Linked DNA regions of Rattus norvegicus: regions 2 and 3 are each linked to region 1. A link is a contact called in public Hi-C data. All regions are on one chromosome and are shown on one strand. Each heading gives the region's core, a stretch centred on a gene start, on an enhancer-like site or on the middle of the called end of the contact. The rest is flanking DNA. Distances are from core to core; before and after follow the strand shown.

The links. Hi-C and Micro-C count contacts between places; a contact is called where the count stands out from the background.
Region 2: a Hi-C map of liver shows a contact between it and region 1, with 5 times the contacts expected there. The contact joins the promoter of Dus1l here to the enhancer-like site in region 1. A contact is called at or near these places in 5 of 12 Hi-C or Micro-C datasets (the A7r5 cell line, the Rat2 cell line, hepatocytes and 1 more).
Region 3: a Hi-C map of liver shows a contact between it and region 1, with 2.0 times the contacts expected there. The contact joins the promoter of Fasn here to the enhancer-like site in region 1. A contact is called at or near these places in 6 of 12 Hi-C or Micro-C datasets (Schwann cells, frontal cortex, hepatocytes and 3 more) and 1 of 1 datasets of contacts at active chromatin or transcription factors (oligodendrocytes).

What each region holds. Positions count from the first base shown.
Region 1 is chr10:106,663,099-106,667,630 of GRCr8, forward strand. It overlaps Ccdc57 (coiled-coil domain containing 57), which reads right to left. Exons shown (of 22, transcript XM_063270205.1): 10 at 4,073-4,156; 11 at 2,933-3,091; 12 at 442-604. Among named protein-coding and RNA genes, the nearest start is that of Ccdc57, 29 kb to the right of the region's middle. Within about 2 kb of position 2,668, at least 4 of the 93 cell types and tissues checked have an H3K27ac peak or open chromatin away from gene starts, as enhancers often do. A contact at or near this core is called in liver, where this site is marked.
Region 2 is chr10:106,558,277-106,562,808 of GRCr8, forward strand. Dus1l (dihydrouridine synthase 1-like) reads right to left here and starts at 2,635. Exons shown (of 14, transcript NM_172018.2): 1 at 2,547-2,635; 2 at 1,674-1,920; 3 at 1,058-1,166; 4 at 524-574; 5 at 94-206. The coding sequence starts at 1,910.
Region 3 is chr10:106,585,936-106,590,467 of GRCr8, forward strand. It overlaps Fasn (fatty acid synthase), which reads right to left and starts at 2,646. Exons shown (of 43, transcript NM_017332.2): 1 at 2,572-2,646; 2 at 1,251-1,386; 3 at 560-712. The coding sequence starts at 1,377.

The sequences.
Region 1 (4,532 bases), core at 1,418-3,917:
ACTCCCTTCTGCTTAAAAAGCTAGTGAACAGTCACAAGAGCCGATCTACACTCAGAATGCTGGGGCCACCCTCTAATGGTGGGGAGGCTTCCTGTTCAGTTCCAGTGCTTAGTTTGCTCTGGCTGGTGGGGCCACCCCGGTGGGGAGGGACCATCTCAGCACTCCCAGAACCAGAAACAGCCCCTAAACATGTTTGGGGATTAGGCAGAGATTTATTTTTGTTCAGACTGGCCTTGGCCCTGCAATCTTCTGCCTCCTTTTCCCGAGTAGCTGGGATTTCAGGACTGCATTACAATATCAGCATGATTGTGACTCCTGGCTATAAATTAACTGGTATCTGAGGTTTTGAGTTTTCTGAGTTAAAAAAAAAATATTGCAAGAACCAAACCTATCCCATTGTACAGATCTGCTTATACTCCACTCCCAGAGTACCCAACACACCTGATCTCTGGCCTTGGTCAGCCCTTGGATCAAAGTCTCTGATCTCTGGATCTGGTTGCATTCAATGTCATCGCAGCGACGCTGCCAGTCGAGGCCTAGCTGTACCTGCTCGCGCTCCAGGCTCTGCTCCCTTTCCACTGCCAGGGACAGTTGCTGCTTGTACCTATAGACACATGACAATGTCCCATGTCAACTTTCTTTCTTGAGGTCGCTTCAACATGAAGAGCAAAGGTGGGGTGATACATGAGGGGCTGACATGATGCTCTGTTCGTCCTTCCCATCTCACATGTGCCTCATGCTGAGGAAGGACGTGTGCCTGATACGAGGAGAAGCTGTCCTAGGAGAGACCTGGAGAAACAGCAGCACTCATGGACAGGTAAACATAAAGGGCTGATATCAAGATTCAACAAATGCTGGAGAAACAGTGCTGGAGGGAGGTGGCCATGTCCAAGCACAGTTGGAGGTCGCCAAACTTTTCTGTGATTGACAGAACCAACAAGCAGATGGCAAGGACATGGGAGATGAGAAGAGTGTCATCCACTAGTGTGGGCCAGTGACATTTTCAGAACCCAGACCACAGCAAGGGCATGTTTTATCTTTAAGTCTACTTTGCTAGGTATTGGGGCAGAGCGCATTCCAAAGTCACAAAACAGACTGCAGAGGAGACCAGTCATGCAAGGTGCATTCTGTGTGCACAGCAGAATTAGGTCAGAATCACTGACAAATGGTGCCTAAAACTAAATCACCAGAGGTTAGGCAATAAGGTATTTTTTTTTTTTTTTTTTGGAGCTGGGGACCGAACCCAGGGCCTTGCGTTTGCTAGGCAAGCGCTCTACCACTGAGCTAAATCCCCAATCCCTAGGCAATAAGGTCTTAAGTCATCTACTGACCAAAGAATATACAAGGAGACCGTATTTTAGCGGAATAACATTAGAACTTGTTGGGTTTAGCTAAGATATGCCAGAAAGGAAACTTCTAACACTAATTACATCTGATAGAAGGAAGAATGTCTCAGAGTTAATCAATCATCTTGGCTCTGATATCAGGATCGATCAGAACAACAAACCAAAGCTAAAGGAAATAGAACAACCACTATCGCCAGCACCACTACAACAAAAAACAATGGAGAATATCAAATCCAATGCTGGTTCTTCACAAAGATCAGCAAAACTGATAAGCCTCCAATGAGGCTGGTCTAGGGTGAAGGGAAGGCCATCAATGGTCAGTGTCATCAGTAAGAGGCCTTTGCTATCTACTCTCAGGCATTAAGACTACAGGAACAGGGGGTTGGGGATTTAGCTCAGCAGTAGAGCGCTTGCCTAGCAAGCCCAAGGCCCTGGGTTCAGTCCCCAGCTCCAGAAAAAAAAAAGACAAAAAGACTACAAGAACCAGGGACGGGGCCAGCAACAGTCGTAGTGGACAGAGAAATACAAAGTACCAAAATGGACAGAAAAAAAATATCAAGAGGAAAATCTACAGAGAGGGAGAGAGAGAGAGAGAGAGAGAGAGAGAGAGAGGGAGAGAGAGAGAGAGAGAGAGAGAGAGAGAGAGGCTTTAGACGACTCAAGCATCACATGGCCCCTGAACATCAAGAAGAATCTGTGCATTCTAACCTCAAAGTGATAAATCCAAAGAAGCCAGGACCAAAAGCCACATTATGGCTGCCACTCAGAAGTCCAGTCCAGGAAGACCCTCCCCCAGGGCAGCCATTAGATGGAAGTGGGGGGTCAGGGATGGCCACAGACCTGAAGGGGTCTGAGTTGATAGAGTGGTGGGGTATAGATGTCAATGTCCATCTAGATTCATCATGTGGACAATGTTTTATTATATGAGTGACTTGATGACACTATGGAAACAGGCCCTTACCTTCACTCAAGCATAAATCCATACAATGAACAGGAAAAACAAGCATGGCTTTGTTCTGTTTCTTTTTTTTTCTCTCTCTCTTTTTTTTTTTTTTTTTTTTTTTGAGATAGCATCTCTCTATATATATACCTGGTTGTCCTGCAGTGTTATATGGATCAGGCTGGCCTTGAAATCATGGTAATCTGTCTGCTTCTGCAAGTTGATGGCAGAGGAAGGCAGTCAGTGCTCACCACACACCAGCCCTTGGCTGCGTTCCTTAAAGACTGAGATTCCTCATCCCTAAGGTCTGGGCCTGCCCCCTGGGCCTGCCCCCTGGGCCTGCCCTCTGGGCTGCCCTCTGGGCTGCCCTCTGGTCCTGCCCTCTGGGCCTGCCCCCTGGGCCTGCCCCCTGGGCCTGCCCTCTGGTCCTGCCCCCTGGGCCTGCCCTCTGGGCCTGCCCTCTGGGCTGCCCCCTGGTCCTGCATGTTTGCTGATGTCTTCACCACCACATCTGCTTCCATCCCATTACCATTCCTCTCCCAGGGAATGCAGGGCTGAGTTTGTGATGCGGTTTCACTCCCGAGGACCTGTAATGGTTCTTGTCTGCAGGAAACAGCATAGGTGGCTGCTGCCTTGGGGACAGTACCTGTCTATGTCCTGTTGGGACTTGGCCACCTGTGCTTTGAGCTTCATTTCCTCTTCCTGTAGTGCCTGAATCTGAAGGTCTTTGGAAACAGCTTCCTTGGACATCTGAGCGATCTGGGCATCCCAGGCAGCTTTCAGAGCTGCTGCATCTTCACGAAATCTACACAGGAAGAAGTGTGTGAGTGCAGCGTGGTTCACTTGTTCTCTCTCGTGCTATACAGACCCAGAGGAATGCACATATAGTTGCCAAACTCTCATCAAAAAGCCACATTAGAAGGGATTGCCACGTTGCCTAATTTAAGACCATGGATCGTTCTACTCAGGAAGAAATATCTAGCAGCCAGCCATGTAAATGTTAACTAATTGACTATCAAGGGCCAAATTTCGCAAGGTGGAAAGGTGCTCTGTACACACAGCCTGTGGGACTGAGGAAGCGCTGTGGTGAGTCAGCCTCTCATCTTCCACTGTGCCCAGCCCAGCCCAGCACACTTCAGTTAGAAGTACAGGCAGGCTCTAGAGGCCACGCGTTAGCTTGGCAGTCAAGTGCTGCTAGAGGAGCAGCCCAAACCTGACAAGCTTTCCCAAAAACCAAACATCAAGTGACACTTTCAGGGGACACATTGTACTGATCTAAGCAAGGCCATCGCTGCTCATAGGAACAACTTTGCTTTTGCACCAACGATCACACTCCTGGGCGCAGACCTTGCCTTGTGCAGTATGAAAAGGCCATCGTGCCAACTTCACCATTCATTTTGGGAATGCTGAAAACAGGTACATGGAAGGCATTGATCTTTAGCCACTTTGGGCAGCCTGCCCACCTCTGCCTTCCGCGCTGGTATCTGGTACTGAAGAAATGGTCCTAGAAATGCCTTCAGCAACACTTCTCACCGGCTGTTTCCCAGGCCGGCTGATATCCCCAGGGTCAGCACAGAAACACTTGGTCCAGTGACCTATGTCCACTGTGGCCTCTCCTTCACCTTCGACCTCCCTTCTCAAGCACCTGGCCTGCCTTAGCTGCCTGCACAGTCTGACTATGAGGACCACAGACATTGACAGCTCCAAGTGGAGCAGGAGTGCCACTACCAAAGCTGTGTTTCATCTTAATCCTACATGTGTGTCTGTGGTTCCAGAGCACACCCACCGAGAGGGCAAGCCACTAGGCACTGAGGTTATCACAGAATGCCAGTACATGCTCAGGACACAGGTGGAACGGTCACCAAACTCCCTAGAAGAAGAAGAGAGATTCAAGTTTGGGATTTCAAAGTTTGGGATTTCTGAACCTGTTTTCTTGAGATGGGATTTTAGTTTGTAGCGTAGGCTGTCCTCATTTTCAGAGTTCTGAGATTACAGATATGTGTCACCCTGTCCTGTCTTCTATTGTCAGAGAAATGCCCTGTCTATATAGTAATAACCCTTCAGAAGCAAAAAATACTTAGAGATAAAACTAAAAATTAGTTAAAACAGGATGTGATACATTGTAATTCCAGCCCTTGGGAGGCTAAGGCAGGAAGATTATGAGTTCCAAACTAGCCAGGGCTATATAGAGTGAGACCCCCCTCAAAACACAAAGTCATTTAGTTTAAGGCTTCTAAAGGAGGCAG
Region 2 (4,532 bases), core at 1,385-3,884, 100 kb before region 1:
TGGAAGATTATCATGGAGAGACAGAATGTGCTCAGATGTGAGGCCAGGCCGCCTGCTAGATCCCAACAACCACCCTGGGAGTCATGGCCTCACCTGACAGCCAGCCTTCTCCAGCATCTGGGCGTATCTCACTGTCTTGTCAATCTCTGGGAAGACACGAATTTTGCACGTGACAGGAACAGAGAGTCGCTCATGAGCCAACAGAACTGAGAAAAAAGACAGTCTCTGAGGGAACCACAGTGCTACTCCAAGGTGGCCAAACCCCAGTAAGTCCCCATGGAGCACTGGGAGCTAACAGGAGTAAGGACGCTGTCCTGGCACTGATTCTAAGGGGATAGTTGGTATACATCAGGGGACTCTATAGTCACCTCCTTCCAGCAGGAAAAGTGCTGTGGCCAAGAGCCCCCAGAGGGATCACCGGTGTCCTCTCTTGAGCCCCAACCAAGCAGCTGTGCTTATGAGCCCTGTCAGACTGTCTCTGGGGCGACTCACTCGCTGACACGATGGCATGCAGCCGACTCACTCATTCTTTGAAGAAGATCCCACTCCTCCTGCAGAAAAGCGCCATAGCGACCTGCAGAGGATGAGAGTGGCCCCCATTGCACCTATACTGCCATGAACCCCCTACCAGCCCAGCTCCTCAGACTACGGAGGACTCCACAGCTAGGCCAGGTGTATAGGTGCCAGCCGAGTTTCTGGTTAGAGCAGGACTGAAAATGAAGTCAAACAGCTTCTCAGCTGTCAAAACTCCAAAGTAGCCTAAGACCAATAATGCTTGCTTAGGGGCCCAGTGAGCCAAAGGATTGCGGAGCCAAGGACCCCCCGCCAGCCGGTCACATTTATCAGTGGGATATCTACGTGGCCAGCAGAGTTTGGTCCCCAGTCAAGCAACTGGGAACTCTCTAGGATGATAAGACCAGAGAAAGGAGTGCTTGCTGGCTACAGGTGTCATTACAGTCAGAGGCAGGGATTAACTCTCCCCATGCCCACTGATACCCAGGCTCTACCAGAACAGGCCTGGACAGGCGTCAACACAGGACTGTAGAAATGACCTCACCTCTCTTGGCTATCATCTGTGGGCAGCCCAAGTTCAGGTCAATGGCATCACAGTAATCTTGTGCTAGGAGAGCTGCCTGGACAAACACCTCTGGGTCGTTGGCACAAAACTGAAGAAGACATGAATGTCACCTTTGGTCAAACCAGGCCTACGACTCTCCCTGCCTAGGCCACCCAGCCCTGTGAGGAATCCCATGGTGACTCAATGAGCTATGGTCTTTCCACCAGCATGTACAATATGATAAAGTGGGAAGATCTCATACCACTAGGGATATGAGTTGTACATGACATGTAACAGAAGCCACTGGCATAAACTTTTAAAGAACTAAGAGTTCTCGACAGGAGGGCACTGAGACAGGAGAAGTATCAAGGTAATACTGATGCTACAAATCCCTCGTGCTCTCCAAGCTGCCCCTTCACAGGGCTTAGACTGTCCCTAGCTTTGGGGATGCTCACTCAGCAGCTGTGTCTCACTGCATGTGTCATGCAAGGCTGCAGGGACCCCGACCCTCCTCCTGGGTTATATGTATATGGTGGGGACAGCTTGGGAATGCTGTCCTTATACACATGGTCTGGAACCCGGGTGCTACTCAGGTAGCCACAGTCCCTCTGCTCACCTGCACAATGAGGGGCCTGTCCTCAGGGCACACATCACAATATAGGTTCTCTTTCCGATAGTTAGCATCTCTAACGAAGACCTGGGCATGTAGCATAGGGGTGTAGCATAGCTGGGCTCCATGGCGGCGGCTTAGCAGTCTCCAAGCTAGCTCACTCTGGTCCACCATGGGTGCCACCACATGTCGGGCACCCCCAAGGGTGCGGCTCCAAAACTCAAAACCCTGCAGTTTGGGCATCCTTTCCACACTAAAGGCAGAAGAGGAACACGCTCTCATTTCAGCCATAGTACACCATCATACCTCAGGAGGGTACGAAGTTCAGCTCAAGGGGCTGACCACTCTTGTCAGTTATAGCTGCCTGCTTCCCCAAACACAGGAGAGGTATATCCAGGCACAGGGTCGAGCTGCCCTCCACCTTTCTAGCAGTGACCCTGACATACCATTCACCCTCTCTGAACCTTACCCCCTCATCTGCCACTGGATTAAACGCCAGCCTGGTGGAACAGGTGTGAAGGATAAACAGGTCTGTGCCCGAACAAGGAAATCTGCGTCCCTGCGGGCCGGACCTGGCCAGATGAGACCTCCCGGCAGCACGAGGCCTGACGCCACCTCACATCTTGGGTTGGGAGAGCAGCGAGTATGTCAGCCCCGAAGGCCCCTTTCCTAGTCTGGCCTAGAGTCTCCTGAGCTAACCCTACCCCTTGGGCTGGCCCGGGGCCCGAGACAGACACCGGACGACGTCAAAGGGGCTTGAATTAGAACTACTTCCCGCACCGTCGGAGCTGGCCGGGGTTCAGTGAAAGCCTGTGGCTGCGGGCACGCTTCAAAAAGAAAAAGGGACATACATACAAGGCCCCGCAGCCTCTGTCTTACCCGCTGCGCCGCCAGCAGGACCCGCAGGAAGGCGGCGGTAGCCGCCAAGCACTATGGCTCAGTCTCAGCGCACCACCGCCGGAAGTGCCGAAGGCGGAAGCGCACTGCCAGGCGCTCCGCACCGTCTGCGGTGCGGCAAAGAACAAAATCCTCGGACACTGCAGCTCAACGCTGAAGGGACCGGCCCCGTGGAAAATGGAGCTGAGCAAGTACAGACTGCGCGTGCTCGGGAGCCACGTTGTTCCTTCCAGACAATTGGCACTGAGAGATCTTTCCTGCATCCCCAACCAACCCCCGCATTCCAGGACCAGCCCTTGGTTCTTCCGACGCAAGACATAAATTCAGTATAATACCACAGTAGAAAACGAAATAAAGAATTATTACTTCAGATCCTAGATAGGAAAGGCTACGAGGAGCCTGTCCTTTGCGGAGTAATGAGATGCTTCCTAGAGGAAAGGAACATGCATAAAGAAATATGGTAGGGTTGGGGATTTAGCTCAGTGGTAGAGCGCTTGCCTAGCAAGCGCAAGGCCCTGGGTTCGGTCCCCAGCTCCGAAAAAAAAAAAGAAGAAGAAGAAGAAAAAAAAAGAAATATGGTGTTGGCCTTTCGGTGATGGCCTATACCTTTACTCCCAGCACTCAGGAAGCAGAGGCAGGCGGATCTCTGTGAATTGGAGGCCAACTTGGTCTACAGAGTGAGTTCCACGACAGCCAGGGCTACATAGAGAAGCCCCAACGCCCACCCCCCACCAACTCCCCATCTCAAAAACAAACAAAAAAGATTTCTCTCTTAAGTTCCACAATCCTTACAGAAACATTGTGTCATTCAGTCCTGGTCCCCAGCCTTGGTGCAAATGCTAATACATACTTCATAATGATACATGTATGTGTAATAATACATGCATAATGTTATAATGATATAATGTAATATATGTATTACACAGGACATTTATAATCCTTTAATTTTCTGCCTTGTAAGAAAAATGACAGGAAGCTGGGTGGTGATGCCACATGCCTTTAATCCCAGCATTCTGGAGGCAGAGGCATGAGCATCTCTGTGAGTTGGAGGCCAGCCTGGTTTACAGAGCTAATTCAGGATAGCTGGAACCACATAAAGAAACCATATCTTGAAAAATAAAATAAAAAATAAAAAAATAAACAAGAGGGGCAGGAGAGATGGCTCTGAGGTTAAGAGTACCGACTGTTCTTCCAGAGGTCCTGAGTTCAATTCCCAGCAACCACATGGTGGCTCACAACCATCTATAATAGGAACTGGTATGTCTGAAGACAACTACAGTGTATACTTGTATACATAAATTGTACTTGTATACATAAATTAAATAAATAAATCTTTAAAAAAGAGAGAGAGAGAGAGAGTACTAATTGTTCTTCCAGTGGTCCTGAGTTCTATTCCCAGCACCCACAAGGCAGCTTACAACTGTCTGTAACTATATGCCCTCTTCTGGTCTGCAGACATACATACAGATAAAACACCTTAAACACATAATTGATTAATTAATTTTTTAAAAAGAAAATGGGAGAACAAACTTCACATCCACAGCTGGGCATGGTGGTGCACACCTTTAATCCCTATTCTTCATATCTCTGGGAGGCAGATCTCTGAGTTCAAGGACAGCCTGGTCTACAAAGTGAGTTCCAGGACAGTCAGGGCTATGCAGAGAAATCCTGCCTCAAAAAAGCCAAAAACAAGACAAAACAAAACAAAACCTCCCAAAGTACACTACTTAGCTTTATTCACTTATAGTGTTATAGCCTGACACACCTCATCCCCGGATAGCTTTAGCCATTCTGTCCCATGCCTGCCAGATATTTCATATTGTTGCTGTAACATGCCTCCCAGCCATTGACACAGAGAAGTGACTTGACTCAGAGCAAGGACATGCTGACCACAAACCCTGTTTTGTTCTGTATGTTCCGAATGTTCTGTATGAGGTTTGCTAATCTTAAGAATTTCCACAAAGCTTT
Region 3 (4,532 bases), core at 1,396-3,895, 77 kb before region 1:
ATTAGCATCTACCAACCTGAAGCTCACCCCCGCCATACTAACCCACACTGGCTGCCCACTATGGGGCCTTCTATCCCTGGGGACACGTCCATGACCCAAGCAGCAGGATCCAGAGTGAGAGACAGCCAGTGGGACTGGGTTGTTGCCAAAGCTGAGGCTGAGCCCCTGCAGTGCTACCTGCTGTAAGCCCCGCCCTCAGTCCAAGAACAACCAGACGTCGGGGAGTGAAGTAACTGGGGTAACAGGGCGCGCCTGGGACACTAAGTGTGTGGTTGTGAAACCCGTGCCCTGCTCAGGGCCCCCGCCTCCTGAGCCACTGGCCCTACATCAGGGTTGGGGACATAGCTAGAGGGACCCATGCCATCCATGCCTGTCTCTGAGCTCTTGACATCTCAGAGCCAAGAAGGTATCATTGTTGTGTTTCCTTTTCCTGGACTGGGGATGATGATGTTCCCAGGTCCTTGTGCATACTAGGCAAGTGCTCTCCCACTGGACTACGTCCCCAGCCCTCATGACAGTAAGTCCTAAAAAGGGCAATAATAATACCCCAATGACCCACCTCCGTCCACAATAGCTTCATAGCTGACTTCCAGCAGCAGCCGGAGCTGCGGGTCCATTGTGTGTGCCTGCTTGGGGTGGACCCCAAAAAAGGAGGCGTCGAACTTGGACAGATCCTTCAGCTTTCCAGACCGCTTAGGCAACCCATAGAGCCCTGTGGAACATCACAGTCTGAGGCCAGGGAACCAACCTCTCCTGGAGGAAGGTTCCCAGAGAGTGACCCAGCCTCACTGCTAATGAGGAGCCCCAAAACCGCCACATGTGGGTGACCCAAAGCAAAACCTGTAGGAGCAGGAAGTGAGGCTGGCGATCACCCCCTGGTAACCCCGACCTGACTGGGAGACCCTCTGCCTACTCCGAGGCTGGCCAGGCCAGCCCAGTGCTGACTCACACCTGCCCATCAGGTAGAGCTAGCTGCTCTATGGCACTGTTAGAATCCACTGGGTGTGAGCGTCATCTTAGACACTATCCGCCAGCTCAGGGCAGAGGTTACAGATGGGAGATCCAAAGGGCCAGTCCTCTTCTACGGCCCACCTTGGGTGTCTTGCATGCGGAACCAACCAAGACACCTGTCCCTTCTCATTCTAACCGGTTCTCAACCTCACAGCTCTACAGGGAGTTCACTGTCTCTAGAAGCATCTTGGGTGAGACTCTCAGTCTGTCCTGCTGCCTGATCCCGAGGGGACACTCACCAGCCTTCCACCTCCTGTCATCGTCTGTGACCATGTCCACACCGCCAATGAGGTTGGCCCAGAACTCCTGCAGGTTCTCTGACTCGGGCAATTTCCCGGACATACCGGCTATCACCACCTCCTCCATGGCTCTTCTCTGTGGGGGAAGGTAGGTAGCCTGGTGGGCCTCCCTCATAGAGTCATTCCCAGCTACAGCCACCTGAATCCACAGGTAGCACACCTCACAGCCAGGCCCTGACTTTCTGAGAGCAAAGGGCTCAGAAAGCCCCCCAGTGGTGGAAACTAGCAGGACCCAGCTATAATCAATGGATGAGCCCGGGTGCTCGGGTTCCCTTGCACGGGATAGCTACTTCTGAGGTTTTTAATCCCTTCCAGACACATGACCTGGCCTGACCCTACCATGCCTTGCTAGTTACCTGGGACCATATGATCTCCAGTTGCCTACTGGGTGCTCCATCCCAATCATAAGGAACTTGCAAACAGAAGTGGGGCTTCAAGAAGCAGGGTCTGGGACACTCTCACCTCAAGCCACGGGGAAGCCAACGCTTCCCTTTCATGATGAGGGTGGAGACTGACTGCCCTGCAGGGCCAGCCAGAACGCCAGGCATGGTAAGGACCCAGAGAGAACAGGCCCGACTACTTAGTGCTCAGGCCTAGCAGGGCTGAGGCAAACCGATCCCCTGCCAACGGATCCTTTCAGCAAGATCCGACCTAGAGTACCACTCCTAACTAGGTGCGGATCCGGGACAGGAGAAGCCTCTCGCCATTTGGTCGAACACCTTGTAACCTGGCTGAGCCAGCTGAAGGGTTTGATAGATCCTCTGGTCCCTAAGGCACTTGCCCAGGGCAGTTCAGGCCTTGCAGCCGTAGTCCAAGGAGAAGGCTTCCGCGCCACCCAGCCGGTGAGGCCTGGATGGTCTGATGACTTCCGCTGAGGCCCCTGGGGCCTCGTGCGCTCCCAGACCCACAACTGGCCTCTCCAAACTGGAGCCCGGGTACCACCGCGGCCTCCTGTGCCCTGCCAAAGCCTCCGGATGAGAGTGGAGGCCCCGGCCCCATCCACGAGGCACCCAGCCTCCTGCACCCGGCTGGCGCGGCGCCCACGTGACAGCGGCCCGCCGCGCTGGCTCTCCGCACACCCCTCCCGCGCCCCTCTCGGCCGGACCGCGGCGCACAGCCGGGTGGTTGGCTGTCGGAGGGGCGCGGCGGCGCTTTTGTGAGCGCAGGGCTGTTGAGGATGGGCGCCCGCCTGTCCTCCCACTGGAGCCGCGGCACCCCGACACCGGCCTGCCATCCCGGAACCCCGAACGCAGCGGCGTACCTGTCTGGGATCTGGAGGCAGACGACAAGCGAGGAGCGCGGCAGGCGAACTGGACGGGACGCTGCTGCCGTCTCTCTGGCTCCCTCTAGGCCGCGCCGGCGCTATTTAAACCGCGGCCATCCCCGCGCGGCCACGCCACATGGGCTGACAGCTTGGCTGCGCCGCCCAGGCCAATGAGCGTCGGGGCTGCGCCCCGGGACCCGGCGCGCCGCCGTCGGTGGGGTGATGCCCGCGCGCGCCGCCCCCAGCCGGGACCCTGCACAGGCGCGCGCTGGAGCACAAGGAACGCGCAGCCCCCGCCCGCTTCCGTCCCCGCCCCCGGCCTCCCGCGGGCCACGCGGGGCTCATCCCGACGCCCTCATCTCTGTCCTTTCTCTCACCCCCCCACCCCCGCGGCCGGGGCCAGGTGTGCACTGTGCGCGCGCAGTGTGGGTCGGGCGTGCTTGGTCACACTGGGAACTGCACTGAGGACACTGGGGCCACGCGGGGGAACAGAACAGGTCCGTGTCGCTGCGATTCCACGCCGTGATCGTAGCGCGCGCAGAGCCGAGGGGCGTGGCCTGCTCCACATCGAGACCAATTGGACACCGAGGCCGTTCTCGGTGGCCCAATGGTGGCGCGCGGGTGGGCGTTGCTAGGCAATAGGGTGATGGGCCGGCAAAAGCGGCAAAGCGCTTCTCGGGCCCCCGCGCAAGCGCGGTCGTTGACCCTGGCGGAGGGCGCCTCAGGCGGGGTTACTACCGGTCATCGTGGCCCAGCTTTCTCAGACACCCACCCTTTCTGTGGCCGCCTTGGAGACCAGGATGCGGGCAGGGACGAGAGCAGTAGGCAGGATAGGGAACACTGACGGGCGCGTGCCGCGGTCTCCTGAGTCCGTTCAGTGTCCAGGCGCGGCCATCTGGCGAGCGGGATACCACCCCTCCCCCGCCTGGTGGGAACAAAGGAGCGTCTGCGCGCCTCCCTGAGTTGCTGGTTTCCGGGACCCTCACCCTCCCTCCCTTTAAATTCCTCTTTTGAAAGGGTTATCGAATTTGGGGACGGGAGATGATGAAAACTCACCGACCAAAAAGACACAGACTGCTCAGAGTTGATCCCTTTCCTTCTGCCCTTCCACTACAGGCCCAGGCCACTAAGACCAACCTTATGGGCAGTGGCTTTGGGGGGGGGGGCGCTAAGGAGGGAGTAGTGTCAGTGGTCCTTGACTGCATGTCTATAGCAAAAGCCAGAGCCTCAGAGCCTTGCTTGTCAACCCTGGCTTCTAGCTTCTCCAGCTTGGCTGTCCACAGGCTCTCTGTGGAAGGAGGCTAAGTGGGGACCCTGAAGGGCAGCCTGTAGGACTGGCAGGTGTATTCTGCCCACATGCCGGCTTGCCCCCAAGTTCTCCTATTAGTGCCCCTGTGTCTTTAGGGCCTGTTCCATGGCCTACTGATGGCATCTCTTGTTGTAATGTGTATTCTATGGAGGTGAGGAGTGCAGGACCCAGGTCCTGCACTCTCTCTATTGGAGGGTCTTCACTTTGTTGTGTCTTTGGGTTTCAGGGTCAGCCTAGGAGAGTTTTATAAATGGCTTGTGCATGTGCCAGCCAGAGCTGTCCCACCCCACCTCCAGGTGCCCTGTGTTTGCCTTCTCGCTGGCCAGGCTGCTGGCTAACCATACTTGGTCAGCAGAGCTCTGCCCTCTGCAGCTACTGGGGTCTTCAGTGGAGGGGTTGTAACCAAGGAGAGCAGGCTGGAATGCAGAGTATGGGCCTGTGCAGAGGAGGATGCTGGGGTCAGCAGACTTCTCTGCTCATCTTTTTACCCATAGAGGTTGCAGGCTACATCTCAGCAAAGAGAGTGGACTGCCAGATGTGGATGTGGGAGAGCCACATCAAGATGGCCTGCCATTGCCCTTGCTGGTCTTGAAAGCACAGTGTGCCTAGGTGGGCTGTTGTGAAGACATCATCCTATGTCTCTTGGCGT